Regions from separate parts of the Cricetulus griseus genome. Here region 2 is linked to region 1. Evidence: chromatin contacts called from public Hi-C data. All regions are on one chromosome and are shown on one strand. The core of a region is the stretch at or near the end of the contact, and the rest is flanking DNA. Distances in the headings are between cores, read along the strand shown. Region 1 overlaps Fam20a (pseudokinase FAM20A). Region 2 has its middle 160 kb from the start of Fam20a.

What was found. Hi-C and Micro-C count contacts between places; a contact is called where the count stands out from the background.
Region 2: a contact with region 1 is called in a Hi-C map of fibroblasts, with 5 times the contacts expected there. The contact joins two enhancer-like sites. A contact is called at or near these places in 7 of 8 Hi-C or Micro-C datasets (the CHK-Q cell line, the CHL-YN cell line, the CHO-K1 cell line and 3 more).

What each region holds. Positions count from the first base shown.
Region 1 is chr7:122,534,667-122,539,489 of CriGri-PICRH-1.0, forward strand. Fam20a (pseudokinase FAM20A) reads right to left here. Exons shown (of 11, transcript XM_027425805.2): 10 at 4,387-4,446; 11 at 2,858-3,122. The coding sequence ends at 2,858. Among named protein-coding and RNA genes, the nearest start is that of Prkar1a, 22 kb to the left of the region's middle. Within about 2 kb of position 2,850, at least 1 of the 6 cell types and tissues checked has open chromatin away from gene starts, as enhancers often do.
Region 2 is chr7:122,739,301-122,744,123 of CriGri-PICRH-1.0, forward strand. No RefSeq gene overlaps it. Among named protein-coding and RNA genes, the nearest start is that of Fam20a, 160 kb to the left of the region's middle. Within about 2 kb of position 2,446, at least 2 of the 6 cell types and tissues checked have open chromatin away from gene starts, as enhancers often do.

The DNA of each region.
Region 1 (4,823 bases), core at 1,600-4,099:
AGTCTGTGGCTTCTGTATTTGCAAGTTTTCCTACTTGGTACAACTAATGTGACCCCGAGAGTGCCACACTACCCGAAGCACTCTTGGATGACTGGAGCTGAGCAGTGAAGCGTTGATTCTCTGGTGTACCCTTTCCCACCCGATGCTTCGTTTTAGCTATCAGTTGTGAATGTGTCATTTTGGGGCGCCGCCCAGCACCACATTTTTGGTGTGTTTTCATGCAAGTTGATGGATTCACTCACTGTTTAAAAGATCCATAAGGATGGTGCTCATGTACTGGTTCGTGTTCCTGAGTGTGAGAAGCTGTTTGTTACTGTGAAAGTATATGTCGTAGGCGGATGCAGTAGTGTTAGAGAACCAGCAGTGTAACTAACACGCTGCATCTTCACCACACCAGATGAGACTCTGTAGTTGGCGGAATTGCACTAGAGACTCTTGGGAGCCTGGTTGGGTATTTCTTGAGTGGCCAAGGGTGCTGCATGTGAGAGAGTTGGCTTATCCTTAGGTCTAAATTGTCCTGCTTTGAGAGAATGCTGTGGCGTACCCCTCCAAACTGGTTTCCACCAGTTCACACATTGTATAGTCTTTTCATCTTTTTATTTGCTTGTCAGTGGTAACATGGAAAGTTTTCACATAGACTCAGAATACTTTTTCATGGGAAGTTGAGCAATGATTCAGTGTGAGCAAGCCTTGAGAACTTGATACTTCTGAGAATGGAATGTTTGTGTTTTCTGGTATTTTTGAAAAATGCTGGTCTTAGGTTTTTTTTTGTTAGAATTTTAAAAGTAAAGTATATGTAGTTATTCAACACTATCAACATATCATGATCAAATTCAGTTACTTTGATTTTGAAAAGTAGATCAGAAATTTTATTCTAGAATCTTCAGAAGCTGGTCTGCATCAAGGGAGGCTGGATTGGAGGTGGAGTGCAACTCACCCAAGTGGTTGAAAGTCTCAAACCTTTTTTTCAACATAGGATTCCACTCCCTCCTCCCCCCAATTCTTCAGTGGCTTCCTAGTGCTTCCTCCACAGGGGAGAAAAGGAGAAACAGGTGATGACGTGAGAAGCTGTGCCTCAGGGCTGGAGAAATGGTTCAGTGGTTAAGAGCACTGGCTGCTCTTCCAGAGGTCTTAAGTTCAATTCCTAGCAACAACATTGTGGGTCACAACCATCCGTAATGAGATCTGGTGCCCTCTTCTGACTCGCAGGCATACATGCAGGCAGAACACTGTACACATATAATAAGTAAATACATCTTGAAAAAAAAAAAAAAAAGCTGTACCTGATGAAAGGGCCACCCTACATGGGAGAGTCTTTAGCACTAAGATTCCTTGGTTAAAGAGCTGATTTTTGCCTTTTTTCTTTCCATAGCCCAGGCCAGCTTTCAACTTTACACTTTTTGTCTGGTATTTTCTGGTATGAGTCTTTCCTGCTAACAGATTTATCTTCACCAACTTCCCTTCAGAATAGGTCTGAACCACAAAATGATATGATTTTAATCTTTTTGAGAGCCTTAGTTCTCCTCCTTGCACATTGGAAATAGGGGGTTATGTATATTCAGGAGGGTTGCAAACCTGTATGTCGACTCTCAGGCTGGTAAAGTGTCTGGGGCATGGCGAGGCTTTAGGGTGAATAGAAGCAATGTTATTGAGCAAACTGGGTTCAGGGATTGTGTACCTCTAATGTGGGGTGCTAGGGTGAGTGAGAACCGTCCATTGCAAGACAAGCATGGTGACTCATGCCTGCAATCCAGGCACTTGGGAGTTTCAGGCTAGCCCTCGAGTCAAGATGAAAACAACACTACTATTGTTTGTCCTGTCTGTCTCTGGATATACGTACAAGTCTGTGGTAGCCTTTCTGATTCTTGACTTTGTCCCTCTTAGTGGTGCCTTTTCCTCCTTCCCTCATACTTTTTGATCCTCTAGCTTTCATCAGAAGACAAAGTGATCTGCTGAAGCCCTTTATTTTTACTTGACTCTTCACCCATGCAGTCCTGACTTGCTGCCAGTTTCCCCTGTGTCTGAGTTTTGACTTGTGTTATTTTCTTCACGCAGCCTAGGCTAGCCTTGAACTCACTGTGTAGCTGAGAATATCTTTGAATTTCTGACCCTCCTGAGTGCTGGCATTGCAAGCATTGCCAGTGTGCTTGGTTTTATGTAGTACTGGGGGTTTGAACCCAGGGCTCTGCATCTGCTAGGCAAGCACTCCACCGGAGCCACACAGCTCCTCAGCTGATAGTACTCTTCAAACTGAAGTGTCCCCGTTCTGAGCAAATTTACCTTTAGTTGGTATTTCTATAGACATTGGAATGGCAGTAGAAAGGGTTTTTTTGTTTGTTTTTTTTTTTTCCTTTTTTTGCATTAACTTGAGATTTATAGAATTTTAGGTCTGTTTGGGAGATGAGGTTTTTTTTTTTTTTTTTTTTTTTTGTGGACCAGGCAGAACACTGTACCTGCATATATAGTAAGGACTTGGAGGAAGCCAGTTATCCACTTGATGTCCCTTTATTTGACATGGTAGAGTAAAAACTTCTGGAACAGGGCCTCCACACCCCCAAGCCTGGCCCAGATCCAGGTTTCACAGTGTGCTCAGAAGACAGTCTGCAACCGTGATGGAGTCAGAGCTTGCTAGGAAGACAGAGCCCCAGCTAGCGCACTGTAAAAGCAGTGACCTCTATCCAAGGGTAAAGATAAGGCTTGGTGGATCCCACTTGCTTTTACAAAGCATTCCTGCCTCCTCCCTGAGCTCATGACTTGGCCTCCAACACCCCAGGGTGGAATGGAGCAGCAGGGGCCTACACACCAGCACCCACAGCTGGTTCCAGTTGTGTGTTCAGAGGTTACTTGTAGCTAGCCATTAACTTGTCAGATTCGCCTGGCCAGAGTCTGGAGCCGACTGTTGTGCTGGGCCATCAGCTATGACTCTCCGTTCCCCACGGGCTTCTATGCAGTCCTCTACTGTCTTAAGGATGATGTGGAGTCTTCGGTCCAGGGCCAGGAGGTGGGGTTCTGTGAGGACAGGGGCAAGCTGGTCTTCTAGGAGTGACTCCCGCATCACGTCGCTGAGTCTGTAGTCGGCCTGAGCCAGCAGCTGAAGATGCAAAAGTGTTTTCTTTTTTATCCTGATGAGACAAAGCCAGTGGAGCCAGATCAGCAAACTAAGGAAAGTAGCTTGGCCTGTACTTGTCCAGTCCCCACAAACAGCGCTTGCAGGCTGGTATTCTTGGAGATTTTATTTCCAGGGAAACACATTTCAGTGAAAGCTACATAGAAAAAGAACAGTGGGCAACTGCCTTCGTCCAATTGTGTCTAGTCAAGAGCTGCCAAGCCATTTGCGCTCTTAACGTGTGTGTGTGTGTGTGTGTGTGTGTGTGTGTGTGTGTGTGTGTGTGTGTGTGTGTGTGTGTGGTGTGTGTGTGTGTGTGTGTGTGAAAGCCACAGGGCAACTTGGACTTGGTTCTTTCTGCCATGTGAATCCTGGAGATCAACTCTGGTCCCTTTACCCATGGAGCCGAGAACTCTAGTAATTGTAATGTCACCCATGGTGGTGACAAATCATATGTGATTACTCTGACAGTCAGTGTTAACGGAGTCAAATGAAGTGGCTCTTAAAGTTTGTTTTTTAAGATTTTAAAAAAGCTTCCAGTAGGTTGATAAAGTTGTTTGTTGACTAAAAATTCAGCCTCCATCTGCCAACTTCAGGATGTGTCTCCTGTGTTAGATTCTGAAACCATAGGGATAACAAGCCACTAGGTCCATTTTGACTTTAGAGTTTTCATTTCTTTTAGACTCATGCAAGCAGCACAGCTCGCTGAGTTTTGACAAAAACAACTGCTCATCATGCCCAGGAGGAGAGATGTTTAAATGAACTTGTTTGGACCACTCTTGTGCCAAGGGAACAAATGCACTATAGTTAGGAGGGGCCTAATGTCACAAGCCTGGCTAAAATGCCAGAGATGCAGAAGTAGGTGTCCTTAGAGAAGGGGCTAGAACTGCAGTCTGACCCAGCTTACCAGACTTCAATCGATGGTGATAAAATAGCAATACTTAAGAGCAAACACGAGGGCCAGGAAAAGTGAAGGGCTGCTTATTAATACCAGATAGCATTGATATCTGCAAAAAGTGGGTGATTATCTTAGTGGGCTAAAGATTAAAGTTGGCAATTCAAAAAAGATCAGATCTTAATTTGTTTTCTGCTAAGGAGATGTCACGGGGTGGGGGTAGGGGGGCGACAGCTACACTATGGGAAGCAGGCAGCTGACATCATTCTGCCTGTGATGTCCTTGACCAGGGAAAACTGATGAAGGCTTTCATAGTTAGGTTGCAGGCAGGCTGAAATGACTGGACTGCTGCCTGCCCTTGGGACTTCACACCGTGAAAGCTTACGTGCAGCACTGTGAGAGAGGGGCGAGGATGGAGATTTCGTCCTGGGAATGTCGTCCGAACCTAGGAGAAGAAATGGGCTTCAGGCTGAGGCTGTCACATACACTCTGGATGCTCTCTTCCCTAACCCTTCTTTGAATAAGTTGGGATAAGGTGCCAGACATCATGGCAGCTGTCTCAACATTTCCCTCTTCAGTCAGGTTACAACCAGGACCCTCCTGCCTCTGCAGGCCAGCCACTGAAGCTAAGCCACGCTCTCTGCTTCTAGGAAAGTAACAAGTGAAAAGACACAGGGAATCTCAGCCTGGTTCACTGGTGGGCACTAGAGCGCTCTTACACTGGACAATCAGTGGTACTTAGCAAAGAGCAGAAGAAAAGGTTTGTGGGAAACGGCAAGATGGACACAGGTCCAGGCAGTGCAGGCCCTCCTCAGGGCCTCC
Region 2 (4,823 bases), core at 1,196-3,695, 200 kb after region 1:
ATGAGCTCTGACCTCTTGCATCCATATCCATAGACACTTGCATACCATAGCAAAGATTACAAACATTAACAATTCCAGTATGAGTGGCAACCATAAACATACACTTGGGTGAGTTACAATTCAATCGAAGGACAATAAAATATGCTCACAATGGATGGAGTGTGAACAACTCCACAACTCTTAAACTTTTTCCTTTTTTCCTGTCTAGAGTCCAATACCCTGTGAACTCTTTCTTTTTCTTTGTCTAAAGTCCAGTGCTCTGTGAACTTTTTTCTTTTCCCTAACTAACGTTCAATGTTCTGTGAACTTTTTCCATTTTCTGTCTAAAGTCCAATGTTCTGTTGGTTGTAAAAATCTAAAATCAAGTTTGAAATACCACAGTCCTTGAATGTTAACTGTAAAATTTTTTGTCAAATACTGAGAAGGGGCTTTTGCCACTCATCACGGTCCATACTAGTGTCCAATTGTTCTAAATGGGTCCTTTTTTCCCAAGGAGAAAAACTGGCAAAATGAGTTCTGTGTCTCAAGTTGTGGCAAAGGGGCAAGCTGCTAATCCTCCAGTTCTTTGTCAGCTCCAGGATGAGAACTCACGGGTCTGGGAAAGTTGAGGTAGCCAGCCTGTTGAGAAACTGGAACTCTGGAACTGTCTCCTTTCCTCCTCAGATTGTAGATTCTATGACATCAAGGGTCAGGTGTTACGATAAATCTTTCCGCCAAAAGCTGCGGAGCCCCACCACCACGTGTGCATTTTATACCAGCCGCCCGCCAGAGTTAGGGCCCCAATAGTACACAAAACTTCTATTATGTACAAATGCTGCTTGGCCAATGACTAAGATTTCTCATCTGTTAGCTCAGTCTTAATTATCATAAATCTATATATTTTATAAGACTTATCGGACACCTTCCATTGGTGTCCTCCCTTGCTGGTGGATCACATCGCAAAAACTGGAGGAAGAGAGGAGGGGAAAAGGGATCACTTTCTGCTTGTCCTTGCTTAAATATGAGTCTCCTTGCTATGTCACTTCCTGCCTGGATCACCACTTCTCTACTACATTTCTCAGAATTCTCTTTGACTCCTAGTCCCGTCTAACTTGCTGCCTCATTGGCCAAACAGTACTTTAATCAACAATCAATAAGATGAACATACACAGAAGTACATTCCCCATCAGTCAGGAACACTGGTTCCATGTGTTTCACTTGAACTGGCTTGGGCAGGCTCCCACAGCTTCAGGTCCAGTTTTCCTCTGCTCCACGAATCTTACCAGATGGTCTGGCAGCCATTGAGCTTTATTATTTTTCCTGAAAGAAAGCACAGACATCCCCTCCACCCCAAACTGGGTCTTCTCCACTGTCTAGTACATGGGTGTCTCCATTTGACCTGTGTGAAAGTCGCTCCAGTTCCATCATGCCAGAATCTGTCTGCAACAGATTGCTCATTGTTATTCGCATTTAAAAAAATTTAAAATGAAGAATGCATGATTTAATGCATCACATGGAGACTGGGGACACTACTCCCCCTCTTAATTGTTTGAAGTTGCATTTTCAAGGAGCTATGAGCATGCTCCATAATCCTTTGTCCTTGGGGATTATAAGGAATACTTGTTTTGTCATCAATTTTCCATAGAGCACAAAATTGTTGACATGCCTTCCTAGTATATCCAGACCATTGTCTGTTTTTATTGCTTTTGGAACTCCCATGGAAGCAAAACATTTTAAACAATGACTTATCAAATGTTTGGTGGCTTCTCCCGTTTGTGCAGTGGCCATCAAGAAACCTGAATGCGTCTCAGTTGTCATAGCTGTTGTGATTGTCACGAGGTAGCAGCAGTCTGTTCATATCCTGAAGACACTGTTTTGCCCTGGTCCTTCCTAACCTCTGGCTCTGACCCTGCCAAGATGGCCACTTAGGACTGATGAGACAAGATACACCTATGAATCCACATTATGATTTGAAACAGTCTCTCACTGAGCCTGAAAGTCACCAAATTGGCTGGACAGTAAGACTCTTGTCTGCTCTCCCACCCAACACCCCAAGAACTAGGTTTACAGGGCCATGCCACAATGCTAGCTTACAGGCATGCTGGGGATCCAAACTCAGGACAGCATGACGGAGCAGCAAATATTTAACTTGCTAACCCTCCCTCTGAGCCTCAGGAGCCATGGATTCTTACTCTGATGTTGACGTTACTCTGGGTCTGTTTCCTCATATGAAACAGGAAATTTAAAAAGTGAAGGCATTTTAAACTTTTCTTGCAGAAATCGCAAGACTTAGAGAAACCTATGAATTAAGACGTTTTGAGACCTGTGGCTAAGTTCACAGCTAAATGATGGGGTATAGTTCTGACCACCAGCAGATAACCCAAGTGGTTGCACAGAAGCACAGACAGATCCTGTCCAGGATTGTGGGCAGCAGATATCCTTGGCGCAGCGTGAGTCATATCCGGTGTGCAAAAACATGCAAGCCAACAGGCTGCATCTCGAGGCTACTGTGGCCTCAGTCCTTCTAGAGCAGTCTCAACAATGTGGAAAGAAAGAAAATACAGAAGGAACGGTTGTCTTTTATTGTAGAGAGAACAAGAGAAATGGGATAGTCAAGCTTCAACAAATACACCGCCTACTTTTCTGCTGGTCCAGGGGTTTCTCTCTTCACTGAGGCATTTTGTGGGGTTTCTTTTAGCCCGTGCAAGGAAGGCCACATCTAAACAGCTACTTTTCTAGACCACAGAAGCTGTAAGCTTGCGTCTACCGGCCCTTGGCAATGTCCTTTGTTTAAACTGGGAGCTTCTGCGACTGCTTTTTTATTGATGAGTCAGGGACCAGCCTCAGAAACTCCAGCCCTGGATCCGGTCTTATCGCCAGGAAGCATGGCTCACTGGGATAGAGCAAGAGCGCCACCGTGTGTCTCATGTGATTACTGCAGGCTCCTCTTCGGATGTGGGTGAATTGGACCGGCTCACGTTTGGAACTAGAAAGCCGGGCAGTGGGACCAAGTGTGTCTGTGGCATCCCGAGTTGATTTCAGTAAGATTTGGTACATCACTCAGGGATCTCCAGAGACGCAGAACCAACCGGAGATTTGTGCCTCATGTGTATGTGGATTCCAGCAAACATGAAATTGGTGGGACTGGCTGGCAGGCTGCAGTGTAAGCATGAACTAGGATTACAGCTGGTTTTTTGTTTGTTTTTTTTTTTGTTGTTGTTGTTGTTTTTGTTTTTTACTTACTCGCAGATGTCTGTGTGTGGTATGTGTTATGTAAGTACAGGTGTCCGCGGAGGTCTGAGGCATCAGTTCTGGAACTGGAGCTATAGGCAATTGTAAACCAGCTGACGTGGATGCTGGGAGCCAAACTCAGGTCCACAAGAACAGTATGTTCGCATAGCCGCTGAGTCATCTCTCCGGAGGGGTGTGTGGTGTATCATTTTGAAGTAATATCACATTGTAAAAAGTGCTTCACATCAACTCGGCTTTCTTGGTGTCAGTTATAAAGCTACTGGAGAGGAAGCCACTAGATTTGTAGAGCATGACGGATAAGATGAACTAACGACTTAACAGACACTCAATAGTTTTTTGTTTGTTTGCTTAATATAAATAGGGTCAAATAAATATGAGTAGATGCGCATCCTTTTAATATTCTGAATTCATTTCCTTCAGATGTATACTGAAGAATTAATTGGCTAGATTAAATGATAGTTCGAATTTTAGTGTTTAGCTTCCCACAGTAGCTACACTGATTTACATCCCCACAATCAATATTCAGGTCTTCCATTTCTCCACATCGTTACCAGAATCTATTGTTTATTTATAACTGGAATGAGATGGAATCTTTCTGTGGTCTTGACTTTCATTCCCTCCATGGCCAGCATGATTGTTAGTCTTCGTTGTCACTGTGACTGGATTCAGAATCCCCTAGGAGACTGGTGATGCCCACACTTTGCCTGTATGAGCCTTTGCAAAGAGAGATAACCAAGCGGGATAATGAATAACGGTATTAATAGAGCCATTTCATGAGTTCAAGGCTCAGGGACAATGAGAGGGAGGAAAGAAAGGAGGAAGCTGTTACTGTTCTGGTGTTCCTCTTTCGAACACTGCAGGAACCTGGAGGCAGGAGCTGATGCAGAGGCCATGGGGGGGTGCTGCTTACTGGCTTGCTCCTCATGGCTGGCTCAGCCTGCTTTCTTATAGGACCACCTGCCCAGGTGTGGCACCACTGACAATGGGCCAGACCCTCCTCCATCAATAACTAATTAAGAGATGCCCACAATGAATTTTCTATCTTGTAGAACAAGATTAGGAGATGTTTCCTGGCCAGCCACATGAATTGCTCTGGCCTGCTGTTCCATCTCCTTGCCATGTTGATGGATTCTTTTGAAACCGTGAGCCAGTGTAAGACTTCCTTTCCTTACGGTGTTCTTGCCACGCATTTTGTCACAGTAACTGATACAACTTTAGATACTGAACACCTTTTCATACATTGATTTTTTTTTTTTTTGTCTTTTGAGAAGTGTCTGCCTAGATCAGAAGATCAGCTATCTGACTTTGATTATATTTCTTGGTTTACATTTTTTTGCATTTATATATCTAATTTATGTTCATGTATGTTTGCCTGTGCTTTTGCCACAGCACATGTATGGCAGAGGACAACTTGCAGGAGGTGTTTCTCTCCTTCTTCCGTGTGTGTTCTGGAGACAACTGAAGCCGTCAGGCTTGATGACTCCAAGCTCCCATACATGTTGAGCCAGTTTGTCCATCTGAATTACCTTTTCAGTGTTGAGGGGCTTTGTTATTTGTATATTCTGGATATATGGGATGAGTTGCTGACCCAG